Linked DNA regions of Mus musculus: region 2 is linked to region 1. Evidence: chromatin contacts called from public capture Hi-C data. All regions are on one chromosome and are shown on one strand. Each heading gives the region's core, a stretch centred on a gene start, on an enhancer-like site or on the middle of the called end of the contact. The rest is flanking DNA. Distances are from core to core; before and after follow the strand shown. Region 1 holds the start of Calml4 (calmodulin-like 4). Region 2 holds the start of Smad6 (SMAD family member 6).

Region 1 (6,378 bases), core at 2,449-4,948:
CAGGACCCACACGGTTTAAGAAAAAGCAACTCCTGCAAGTTGTCTTCTGACATTCACAGTATGTGTATACACACTCACTACATAAATACATGAATGTCATACAGATATAAAACCAACAAGTCAAATAGAATTCAGAGAAAGATGAGCTAATTGTTGAAGATTTATTTGTGTTATTTTTATTTATTTGTATGTGTCATGAGTGAGTGACACATGGGTGAAGCCACCCAAGATGCCAGAAGGGTGGATATGCCCTGGAGCTGCAGTTCCAGGTAGAGTAAGCCTCCCCTCCTTGCCTTCTCTCTTCCTTAAGATGCCACTCAAAAGTTGGTAGGGCTGCCAGACTCCGGGGACCTTTGTAACATTGATGAGACAGTCTCACCTCTGTCTGCAGAATCCCCTAGGAGGCAAATGGCGGGCAGTGGTTCTCTGATGCTCTCTTAGGCAGGGGTTTATCATTGTCAGAGCTGAGTGTGGCTACTTTTTCTCACTTGTCTAGGACCTGGCTCCTGAACTCTAATGTTGTCCTCAGGCAGGTCCTGGTCCCGATGTGGAACTGCCGGGAAGGGTGCCTAGGGCTCGGCAGAGCTGGCCCATGGCTCTTTTTGCTGTCCTTTCTTCCCTGCTGCTGCTGCACACCTGGCAAAGCTGTCCTATCTGTCCTGCCTCTTCCCTCTGGGGCCCCTGGAGGCAAAGCCAAGCCACCTGGGAGCTTGGGTAAGATCCCAGCTCTGCAGATGGAGATGCCGTGGGGTGAGTTGCCCTAATCCCCTAATCCCTTCCATGTTCCAAGGAAGGAGCTGAAGCCTGGGGTTGGGGGTGGGGAGCAGGATCTGCTGGCTGTCCAGACAAGCACACTGCATTCCCCTATATTGGTAACCAGGGCCTAGAGCAAGGATTAAACAGAGGCCAGCCTCTGAGCAAACTGACATATGTGTTCTCTTCCAGCATTGACAGACCCACCTTTTCTTTCTTTTCTTAATTTTTTAAAGATTTCTTTATTTAATTCATATATGTGGGCACACTGTCGCTGTCTTCATACACACCAGAAGAGGGCATCAGATCCCATTACAGATGGTTGTGAGCCACCATGTGGTTGATGGGAATTGAACTCAGGACCTCTGGAAGAGCAGTCAGTGCTCTTAACCTCTGAGCTATCTCTCCAGCCCCTCTTTTTTCTCTTAAGAATTTTAATACATTTTATTTTAGTTGAAGATTTATCTTAAGTATATGAGTACACTGTAGCTGAGCCATCTCTCCAGATCACTGTTTATTTTGTTTTTTTTTTAGTGTATATATGTGTGGGAGTCAGAGAGTATCTTGTGGGGGAGATGGTTCTTTCCACCATGTGCTGGGCTGGGAGGAACCCCCCCGCCCCCGGCTTGGGGGCAGGTGCCTTTATCTCTCCAGCCCCCATCCATCTCTTCAAACCTGCAGAGCCAGATTCCCTGGAGCTGGAATTCCAGGTGGTGTTGAGTCACCCAGCGTGACTGCAGGGAACCTATCTCCCTCTCTCAGGTGCTCTTAACTGCTGAGCCATCTCTCCAGCTGCCGCCTCCAACCCCCCTTCCGCCTTCTCCCTCCCCTCCGCCATCTGTCCAAGCTCTGGTCCTTTACAACGCTGGGATCCCTTCCTGGGTCACCAGAAGCCACCTCTGGAGCCTGCTGGACACTGTCCTGCATCACAGTGCTTGGTGGGCCCTCAGTACCTGCAGTCTTTTCTCACTATGCTAGACCAAGATAACAAGATCCCCAGAATACCTGGCTTGCCTGAGGACCCCGATCCTCAGTCTCCTTCACACACACACACACACACACACACACACACACACACACACCCCTCCAGTCCTCTCAGTGTGGCCCCACCCCTCATTCACTGCTGTCCATTCTGTCTTTCACTCTCCTTGATTGTGACCCCAAGAATGGGGGGTACCTTCCGGCCCCCTGCTCAGTTTTTAACACCTGGGGAAGGGCTGGCACAGGGCAGGGTTAGCACAGAGAAAGGACTCTTGCTGAAGTAAAGTAGAAGTGAGGTAAACACATCAGGATGCATCGTTGACCCTCTTCTCAGACAAGAAAACTGAGACTCAAAGGTGACTGGCCTGGGAGCTTCCAAAGCCCCATTCCTCGCCCAACCCTGTCCAGGCTTCCAACTCTAAACACTCATGGCCACCTTCTTGGTGTTAGACACTGGGATACAAAGAGAATTCGCCTTCTTCCTTTCTAGTTGTTTCAAAAGCCATGGGAGCGAGGGGGCAGTGAGTCCGTTGTCCAGACAGAGTAGGGGGACTGGTGAGGCTGACAGGTGGCCTCTAGCTTAGGTCCCCCCTTCAAAGACTTTACTTTCCATTGTGTGCACATGCACGCATACAGGTGCCCCAGGAGGCCAAAGGTTTCCTTTGCCCTGGGAGATGGAGTTACAGGTGATGGTGATCAGTTCTTGTATATGTACTGGGAACCAAACTTAGGTCTTCTGCAAGAGCAGTACAAATTCTCCCATAGTGGATTGTCCGCCAGCCCCTGGCCCCTAACTGTGGGCTAGGCTCTGTGTAGCAGAGTCTCCTCACTGTCCCCTCTGTTCTGGGCCTTAGTTTGGGGATAGGGAGTTGAGGAATCTAAGAGTAGGACCAATAGGCACACATCGCTGTCACTCCCTGCTCTAGACTGTACTCTAGTCATTTACATCTCTGGGATAGATCCTTGCTGGGGTAACCAGAAGCCACCCCTGTGGCCTGCTGGACAGTGTCCTGCACCAGAGCTCCGTGTCCCTGTGTACCTGCAGTTCTAGCTCACCGACAAGGTGTCATGTCAGCGGCAATGAGAAGGGGGTTACCAAGGCTGTTTCCCTCCTATGTTGGGGCAGGTGTAGGGGCTCAGCCTCAGGGAAAAGAGAGTTATCCCGTAAAGGGCCTGTGCTGCACTCTGGCCTCTCTGCCAGAAACTCAGCCACCAGATCCCTGGCCAGGTGTTTGCCAGGTCCTGTGTAACTTAATTCTGCCTTTCTGCTCTTGGGGAAACAGAACTCTGCTCTGTGGGAAGCCCAAGAACAAGGTGCCCACACTGAACTAGGCAGGAGGTGCCAGCTGAGCCCCTCATTTTACAGTCTAAGGTCCATAAAGAAATATCCTGCCCCAGCGTGTAACCCTGAGTTCTGTTGCCTGTCTACACTGACTACAAAGCCCCATCCCCCATCTCTGGTTCAATTACTATGTTAGTGACCTTTCTCCATGACCAGCCTCCCACCCAGACCCGTTTCCAGGCTCTCTGGAGCACTAAGCAAGCTCACTTTTATGACCCAGCTTGAAAGTCACACTGACATATAACAAGCCCTGGAAGTCAGTTAGTCGGTCTTCAGGGCCACCCCCAAACAGATAACCAGCTGCCCCACAGCACCTGGCCCCAAGCCTGTGGGTGGGCCAGCTGTCCACCCCTCGGGGCCTTCCTTCCTACCAACAAAACCCAGCAAAGCAAATTGCCTAATGAGACACACATTTTGTGGCGAATTACTAATTAAAGAACAAACCCAACCTACCATTAATTTGGTCCTGGGAAAGGAACTTGGCCTGTAGCAGAGAAAGAACAGTCAAGAGGGGGCTTCAGCGGGGGCCCTTCCCACCTCCTTCCGGCACAGCCCCTCACTCACCATCCTCAGGCTCCCCTTACTCCTGGAACTGAGTTTGGTTCTCTTTACTCCAGCTTGGAGTCGAAAGTCCAGCATGCTGGGCGGAGGCCTGGTAATAAATCCTCCGCTGCCACGGAGACCGGGCTCTATGCCATGAGAGTCAAATTCCGGCTGAGTAGTGGATGCCCCCACCGTCCTGAGAAGGGTGATTGTGAGGAAACCATTTACAGACTCTCCTGGAGGCCCCTGCCCCCGGAGGCTGGGGCTCTGCAGCAACTGGACAATTTGGGTGTTCCTTCTTGGAAGCCTAACTTCTGAAAGGGGGCTCCGGGTGGGGCTGACTCTGTCCTGGTCTGAGTCTGTCTTAGGAAGCTTTGCTCTCTCCCGAGGCTAAGCTGGGCTCCTTGCTGGAGCCAGATAGCACGCGCGCACACGCACGCGCGCGCACACACACACACACACACACACACACACACACACACACACACACACGGTCTCTCCAGAAGAAGCTATCCAAGGGAGCAGTGCTCAGAGACGCTTCAAACACAGCCTTGCAGATGCACTATGTCTGGGGACACGCTGAGGACCGTCCGTCTCTTGTATGCCTCAGTTTCCTCACCAGCTACGTTATGGGCTGCTAGGATAATCCAAAGGCCAATACACAGCCAATTCTACTTCCTAGGGGCTGGGGATGGTGTTGGGTGCTGGGGCTGAGTCTTAAGCTAGCCGCTCAGGGAACTTGGAGTTTGACCTGACCAGGCAGGAAGTTCCTCTCCCTTCCTCGTCTCGCCCTTTCCCGTATTATAATAAGCTGCTGACTCTGAATTTCTCAGCCCTCTATTCCTCTCCCCGTCCCCTGAGACAGGAAAAAGGGTGCCTCCTAGAACTGGTACTGGGCCCTGGGCATGACTAGGTTCTCAGGTTGGTCTGAAAGTCTCCTTTCCCTCATCCACACTCCTTGACTGGTTTGCCTACAAAGTGCTAAATCCAGCCTGGTCCAACTGTCAGTCACTGTGTGTGGTCACATAGCCTGTGTACTACACAGGGAGCAAGGGAGCAAATGAGAGCTACCAAAGGCTGCAGGTGCCAGAGGAAGAGAGTTAAGGTCTCCTGCTAACCCATCTGAGGGCACACAAACTCATGGCCTCCCTCTGGTCCTGACACCTCCATGTGGAATGGTTTTGTTTTTTCTCCTGAGCCATCTACCTCTTCTTACCTGCTTTAGATGTGAGAATCTTGAGGTTCTGACCCACTTTGTGGGGGGTAGGTATGATTTGGAGGGTAGGTATGGTTGGGGAGGCAAGATATGGTGGGGCCTAGGTATGGAGGGGTAGGTATAGTTGGGGGCCTAGGTTTGGTGGGGGGTGGGTATGGTGGGAGTGGGGAAGGCTGGGGGGACACAGTTTAGTTGTCATGGAAGAGCAAGGGAGGTAGGCAGTACTTTTTGACAGGTGGGTACAGAACTGAGGCCCCCAAATACCCTACCTCTGTGATGGGCTCAGAGGCGGGTGAGGCATCTTCTTGGGTTTTAGTAACTGAGTACTGGGGTCAGCCATGTGCCCCTAAGGGCATCCTGACACCTGTCAACTCTCCCTTCTTTTGTTGTTTGGTTTTGTTTCCATTGGTGTGTGGGTGTGTGTGGGTGTGCGTACGCGCATGCATGACCGTCCTAAATCATTTACTAGTATAGATTTTATGAACATTCTTTATATCATCACTAATGGAGCTGGAGAGTGCTCCAGGCTCTCCAAGTGTGTGGTGAGAAACACTCAAAGCATGTCAGAACTTGGTTTCCCTTTCAGAGACCAGAGCTCCTGTGGCCAGCAGACGGCAGTCCAGGCATCTCTTGGTGCTTATGCACTGGTTCGGTGATCCAGTGAGTGCCAGGATTTGTTCTGGTAACTTATGAAGTAGTGGGTCTGTGAGGAGAACCTCAAAGAACCTGTATGAAGCCTTCAGCCCCGTAAGAATTCAGGATGCTCAGAATTCACAATGGAGTCCAGCTCTCTCCACACAGTACTGAGGACCAGGCCATCTTTAGCTGGTTAAGCCTATGATGGATAGGTTTACTCTAAGTTGCACTCTAAGGAATTGGGTGTTCGCAGCCTCCACTGTGAACACAAAGTCCTGCATCTAATGTAGTTTTGCTTAGCCTCGTGAAGCTAATGCCCGGTGGAACACAGGGCATTGGTGATACGGCTAGCAGTGGGCCCTGAAGAAAGTGCATCATGCCAGGATGTCAGGTCACCTCTATAGCACTGGTCCTCCCCCTTCCTCGCCCTGAAACCCTCTAATGCAGTTCCTCATGTTATGGTGACCCACCTATAAAATTATTTTCATTGCTTCTTCATAACTGTAATTTTGCTACTGTGGTGGATCTGTAATCTAAATATCTAATATGCAAGATATCTGATCTCTGTGAAAGGCCCAAAGGGGTTACAACCCACGATTGAGAGATTGAGAACCACTGCTCTGTAGTCTGTACTTGTATGTGCATACCAGGGCTTGCCTGACGGCTGCCACCAGACAGAAAAGGTTTTTTGTTGTTGTTGTTGTTTTTTTTTTTTTTTTGGTTTTTCAAGACAGGGTTTCTCTGTGTAGCCCTGAACTCACTTTGTAGACCAGGTTGTCCTTGAACTCAGAAATTCGCCTGCTTCTGCCTCCCGAGTGCTGGGATTAAAGAGGCGTGTGCCACCATGCCTGGCCAGAAAAGTATTTCTAAAAAATATACTTTTAGGGCTGGAGAAATGGCTCAGCAG
Region 2 (6,378 bases), core at 2,219-4,718, 1.2 Mb before region 1:
TCTGATTCACACTGATGTGGGTGGCCTAGCCTGGCTACTTGGGATCTCTGCCCTTATGGGCCTTTATTTCAGGGGAAAGAACATGGAACTGTGCTGTTGTAAGTGGGGCAATACTGAAATGAGGAATCATGGAGTGCTCTGAGGAGAGAGAGGAAGGAGGGGACAGGTGTGAAGCTAAGGGGTCAGCTACTTCTTCCTGGGTGACTTCCTGCAACTGCAGAACCTTGACGATAGTTGCAGAACCTTGACGATGGGAGTCCAGCCTTCCTCCTTTGCCCTCTCTTCCTTATATCCCAGGGACTCCCAGCCTGGCAGTTTAGTAGGGTGGAGGTCAGAGCTGCCACTCTGCAGGTCTGTGCAGCTGGCCACCACTGCACACACCCTCTAGTGGTTATAAGGTGTGTCAAGTCCTGAGCTGGATGGGCCTGAGGAGGAGCAGCCCTCAGCTTTGGCAGCTGTCCCTAGCTGGCATGATGATTGCTATTCCCATTTTACAGAGGATAACCCACACTTACCCAGTTGGAGAAGTACCATAGTAGCATCAGTCCTAGACTCAGGCTTACCAGACTCTGGTTGTAGTGCAGGGGGCATCCTTTCTAGGCTACATTACCCCACCCTATATCTATCTCCTAGTGAACATGGGCCAAGAGGCTAAATTTTGCTTAAGTTAGCAGCCCTCTTATTTATTCCTTTATTTAATTGTTCGTTTCATGTGTGTTTGTGGTATATGTGTTGTGAATGTATATATATGCCTGAGGCCAGAGGTTGACATTGTCTGCTTGACTACTCTCCACCTTCCTTATTTATTTAGGAATGAGAGAGCTCCAGGAATCTGCCTCTGTTTGCCCCTCCCCCACAACCTCCCATATCTCAATTCTGGGTTTGCCAGCCAGCACTGCTGGGCCTCCCCCCCCCCCCCAGGGACCACTGGGCATCCAATTCAGGTTGTCATGGTGAACACTTTAGTGATATCCCATCTCTCCAGCGCCTAGCTTAAGGTAGCAGGCTTCTTAAGGTCCTGTTTTAGTCTCTCCTAGCCTGGTATACCTCAGGGAGAGATGCTTGTGCTCAGAGTAAGGAGCAGGAGGGACAGAAAGTCTCAACTCATACTCCTCACCAGGAGTAGGGATGTGGGGAGACTTCTGTAAGGATCCTCCCCTACTGTGAGGGAGGCCTTGCAGATTGTCTACAGGCAGGGAACTCTTTCAGGAGTCTTGGTGTCTTTGACACTCATACTTCTTTCTAGCTGGGTTCAAGTCCCACCCGATCAGGGATGACAAACTTGTGCAGGCTATTGTGTCCAAGGCCTTGGCACTCTATATAATGGTGGTTGCCAGCTACCCTCATCTCCAGAGTCTTGTAGTGGGGAGTTGTGGCCTCCGTATGAAATGTCCATCCAGCAGGTCTAATAGAGGCAGTACCATGCACCTTATTTGGGAAACCACACACCTAAAAGCGATGTTGTGACATCACATAGTTACATGCCTCTCCCTGCTGTTGGGGAGTGGGGGTGAGAACTTGGAGCTCTCTGGTTTTGGTGTCTTAGTGCTCTCAATAGGTTTCAAATTAAATGAGCAAGTTTCTGTGCCTCAGTTTCTCATCTGTACACAGAGAAAATAAAACCCATTAGCTGTTTAGGCTTGAAACTTCTGCTACCATGGTAAAGAGCTCAAAGCATCTGCTCTTATTGTAACCCAGAGGCAAGGCAACAAAATCTTCGTAAGAGAGAACATAATTGGCTTCTCTTTGTATTTATTATTTTATTTTGGGAGACTTTCGGAGACAGGGTCTTACGCAGGCCCAGGCTGGCTTCCAGGTCTCTGTGTAGCCCAGGAGAGCACTGAACTCCTGATTCTCTTTCCTCTACCTCCCAAGTGCTGTACTCATGGGTGTGCACAATCCTGTAGGCTCTCTTTGCGTTTTAGGATCATCAACTTCTTCAGGGATGAACGGAAGCTAAAAGACAAGTTTGTGTGGGCGCTTCTTGCCCACTTTTGATGTATGCACTTATTAGTAAGGATTTCCTAGAATCTTGAGAAACCAAGGCCAGGACAGCTACTCATATTCACCTTGGCCAAAATAGTGAAGGGTGGGTGTGACAATCGGCCCTGCAGCACTGGAGTACCTGGCTCCAGGTAAGACTCAGGGAAGTAGTCTGTATCTTTCCTACACACACGACCCTTCCCCCAGCGCACTTCCAGACCCGTTCCTGGACTTGCACACCACCTTCGCTACAGCAGTCCAGAGCACAGGTATCCTAAAGGGGATCACAAGTCCGCGCCCCATCCTCCCCACTCCGCCTCCCGCGGGGTGCGGCGTCAAGCCCCAGGCCAATGAGAGTAGCGGAATTTCTTTCATTGAGCTCGGGGCCCCGCTCCTGCCCGGAAAGGGGCGTGGTGCTGCGCCGGGGGTGGGGCCGCGGCGCGCCAGGGGAGGGCGGGGCCGGCCCTGCGGCTGGGCCAATCGGCGCCACGCCCGGGAGGGGGAGGGGGAACCAGGCCTTTTTTCCCCTCCGCGCGGGGCCAATCCTGACTTTACAAGCTTGAACTTTTGCCACCCTCGGACTAGCAAGCACGCCCGAGGAGGTACCCCGCCGCGCCGGCTCCAGGGCAGGAGCGGCCTTAACCCTTCCCATGCCGGGTCCCCAAGTCTGTCCCCAACTTGCCCCCGTTTTTATAGTGAAACATAACTGGGGAAAGCACGCCCCTCTATCACTCTCGAAGGGGCATAAGGTAAATCCTCGAAGGGAGAAGAAAGCGCCTGGCCTTGAGAGGAGCCTAGGACGCCAGGAGGGAGAGCCGGGGCGACCAGGAGGAGCCATCCAAGAGCACTCCTGCCTCTACCCCACCCTGTCCAAGTCCCCACCTCGGGCTATCCTGGAGCTCCCTCGATCACCCGCCCCCCAGTGTAGCCTAGGCGGAGAGACCCCTAATTTTGGGCAGGGGGTGCGTGGAGCCTTCATAGGACACGGAAGAAACCCGCTATCCCAACTTCGCCGCCGCCCCCCAACTCCCCAGAGACGGAGGGCAGGAAGGCGCACACACACGCCCATTTTTATTAGCCCGCGCTGAGGCTGGGGGTTTGGACTGACTCTAAAGTGCTATGCGCGTTTGCAAGTTTGGGCACAAGCCAGAGAGAGGCAAAGGGCCGCCTCGGAGTCCGGGTCGCGGTGGGTTCACCCAGCAGAGCTGGGCATCAGGGTGTGAGTGTTTGTTAGCGCGTGTGCGGGACGGCTGGTATCCGTGCCCAAGGCACGACGTGAGCTTGAGAGTGAGTCGCGGGCACTGTCAGCCTCGGGGCGGGGGTGCTGGGGCGGGCGAGGGGCGGGGGCCCGCGTTCGGCCCGCCCCGGGAACCAGCCCCCTCGGAGCCTCGGGCTCAGCAATGGGACGTGTTCTCCTTTAAGAGTTAAGAAACTTGAAACCTTGTTTGCGCAACAATCAGCGCCGCGGAGCCGCCAAAGTGTCTAGACTGGCATATGATGGGAGGCAGCCAATGACTCCGCGGCGCTCCTCCGGGGGCCCTCAGTGTGCGTTTGAGGAGAACAAAAAAGAGAGAGAGCGCCGAGAGGGGGAACGAGCGAGGGAGCTGAGTCCAGAGAAAGAGCCGCCGGGCGCTGCCTCGCCAAACCTCGCTGGGACCGCGGGGCCACCAGGAGGCACTTTGGTGAAGGGGGGGGGGGGCGACCTCGGCAGCCGCGGCGCCCGAAGCGACCCAGCGCAGCGTGGGGCGGGCTGCGACCTCTGCTTCGGTGGATTGCATTTTTAATTAAGGATTCCTAGCAGCTCTTTGGGATTTTTTTTTTCCGGCTTCCACTCATGTGTTGACACCCGCGTTCAGGAGAGACTTGCCCCAAGTGCACCGAGCGCCCGGGACCTGAGACGGAATTGCTTTTCGTGCGTGCAAAATCCAAGCATTTTGAGTTTTGTTTGGGACCTTTTTCTTGCTTTGCTTTTATTTCTATTTTTATTTTGTTGCAGGGATATGGGAGTTATCCACAAGCCTTAGTTTCGGATCCTGCAGGGAAAGCCCATGTAGCATAGCTTGGCTTTTGAAGGCAGAGTTGTGCAGACACATTTGGGGGCACGACGCAAGCGCTTTGTGCTCGTGTACCAGCCGCGCAACTTTTGAAGGCTCGCCGGCCCATGCAGGGTGTCTCTAGCATCGTTTCGCTGGTGGCTTCCCTAAGGCTCCAAAGCAGCTGGAGTTGAGCGGTCCCGGCCCATCGTGATCCATGTAGCCCGCTGGTCCCTCGCGGACTGAGGCTCAACACGCGCGTGTTCCCGGCCCGGCCCGGCCCGGCTTGGCCCGGCGCGAGCTCCCTCATGTTGCAGCCCTGCGGTGCCCCTTCGACGACAGGCTGTGCGCGGTCTGCACGGCGCCCCGCGGCAGAGCTTCATGTGGGGCTGCGGCCCGCTCAGCCGGCGCCTCGTTGAGGGAACGGACCCCCGGTAACCGGAGACCGCCTCCCCTCCCACCACCCCAGGCGCCAAAGGGTATCGTATGTTCAGGTCTAAACGTTCGGGGCTGGTGCGGCGACTTTGGCGAAGTCGTGTGGTCCCTGATCGGGAGGAAGGCAGCGGCGGCGGCGGTGGTGTCGACGAGGATGGGAGCCTGGGCAGCCGAGCTGAGCCTGCCCCGCGGGCACGAGAGGGCGGAGGCTGCAGCCGCTCCGAAGTCCGCTCGGTAGCCCCGCGGCGGCCCCGGGACGCGGTGGGACCGCGAGGCGCCGCGATCGCGGGCAGGCGCCGGCGCACAGGGGGCCTCCCGAGGCCCGTGTCGGAGTCGGGGGCCGGGGCTGGGGGCTCCCCGCTGGATGTGGCGGAGCCTGGAGGCCCAGGCTGGCTGCCTGAGAGTGACTGCGAGACGGTGACCTGCTGTCTCTTCTCCGAACGGGACGCAGCAGGCGCGCCCCGGGACTCTGGCGATCCCCAAGCCAGACAGTCCCCGGAGCCGGAGGAGGGCGGCGGGCCTCGGAGTCGCGAAGCCCGCTCGCGACTGCTGCTTCTGGAGCAGGAGCTCAAGACGGTCACGTACTCGCTGCTCAAGAGGCTCAAGGAGCGTTCGCTGGACACGCTGTTGGAGGCTGTGGAGTCCCGAGGCGGCGTACCGGGCGGCTGCGTGCTGGTGCCGCGCGCCGACCTCCGCTTGGGCGGCCAGCCCGCGCCACCGCAGCTGCTGCTCGGCCGCCTCTTCCGCTGGCCAGACCTGCAGCACGCAGTGGAGCTGAAACCCCTGTGCGGCTGCCACAGCTTTACCGCCGCCGCCGACGGGCCCACGGTGTGTTGCAACCCCTACCACTTCAGCCGGCTCTGCGGGCCAGGTGAGCGTGCGCAGGGTCGCCTCGACCTCCGACTCTACCGTCCTGTTCCCTTTCCCTTTCCCAATCTCTTTGTTGGATACACTAGGGATGCTCCCCCCCTCCCGACCGCCCCCCTCCCCCGGTACTGGGAGCCTGCAGGGGATTGAGGAAAGTTGAGGGCTAGATGTCTGCAGTTTCAGATGGTAACTTTATTTTGTGGCGCCGGCGAAGTGAGAAAGGGACACGTTCGGGTTTCCATATGCAGCCTCTGGGATTTAAAGATTGCAGCTCTGTGAAACGGGATAGTAAGCCATGGAGAGGCTAAAGGTGGAAATGCCACCTCTCCTTTGGGGACTCACCTCAGTCGGTACATAGCTTTTAGCATTTGTAAGCATATCCTATACCCCTGATCTGCTCTTCCCCACCCAGGTAGGTATGGCTGTGAAGCTGTCAGTAGGGAAATCACGCCTAACGTCAGAAGTGTTTGCAAAGATGTTTGACTTTGTCCCTTTCTGTAGTTTTAGCCCAGACTCTGCAGGGCAAACCCTCTTGTTTGCAACATCCTTTGGGATGGAATGCCAGGCTCTTCCATCGTCAAGGCTCTTAATTCTGGCCTTTAGCTTACCTCTGAGGGACCTGAGGCATCTGGGAGTCAGAGGCTGCTAGCTCTTTTGTTACCCTGAGAACTGGCCCCTTTGTTCTCCTGGGATCTTCTGCACACACCCTACCTTAACTTAGCCTTGCTTAGCTAGGCAGGCTCAGGTGCAGGAGCAGAGGTGAGGAGAGCTGAAAGGCCCTGACAGGCCAGAAAGTGTACACACACACACACACACACACACACACACACACACACACTTTCTGTACCACGAGGAACACTCGCTGTAGGTGTAGGTGAATGCATCCAATGGCGTTGCATTTGCAGGAGAAAATGGAACAGGCAGTTACAGGCTGGCTGTTGGCTCTGGTCAGCTCTTGGGTCTCCTCAGTGTGGGCTGGCAGCATCGGAAGCCTGACTTCTCCCCTGTATAGAGGAGGGCCTAGTGACGAGAAAGGAAGTTTCCCTCCTATTATTTTGGC

Evidence for each region. Capture Hi-C pulls out chosen DNA fragments and counts their contacts.
Region 2: a capture Hi-C map of macrophages shows a contact between it and region 1, with 5 times the contacts expected there. The contact joins the promoter of Smad6 here to the promoter of Calml4 in region 1. A contact is called at or near these places in 1 of 39 promoter capture datasets (cranial neural crest) and 1 of 9 other capture datasets (macrophages).

The regions. Positions count from the first base shown.
Region 1 is chr9:62,855,424-62,861,801 of GRCm38.p6, reverse strand. It overlaps Calml4 (calmodulin-like 4), which reads right to left and starts at 3,698. Exons shown (of 5, transcript NM_138304.2): 1 at 3,641-3,698; 2 at 3,530-3,560. The coding sequence starts at 3,643. It also overlaps the pseudogene Gm10653.
Region 2 is chr9:64,019,149-64,025,526 of GRCm38.p6, reverse strand. Smad6 (SMAD family member 6) reads left to right here and starts at 3,468. Exons shown (of 4, transcript NM_008542.3): 1 at 3,468-5,322. The coding sequence starts at 4,503.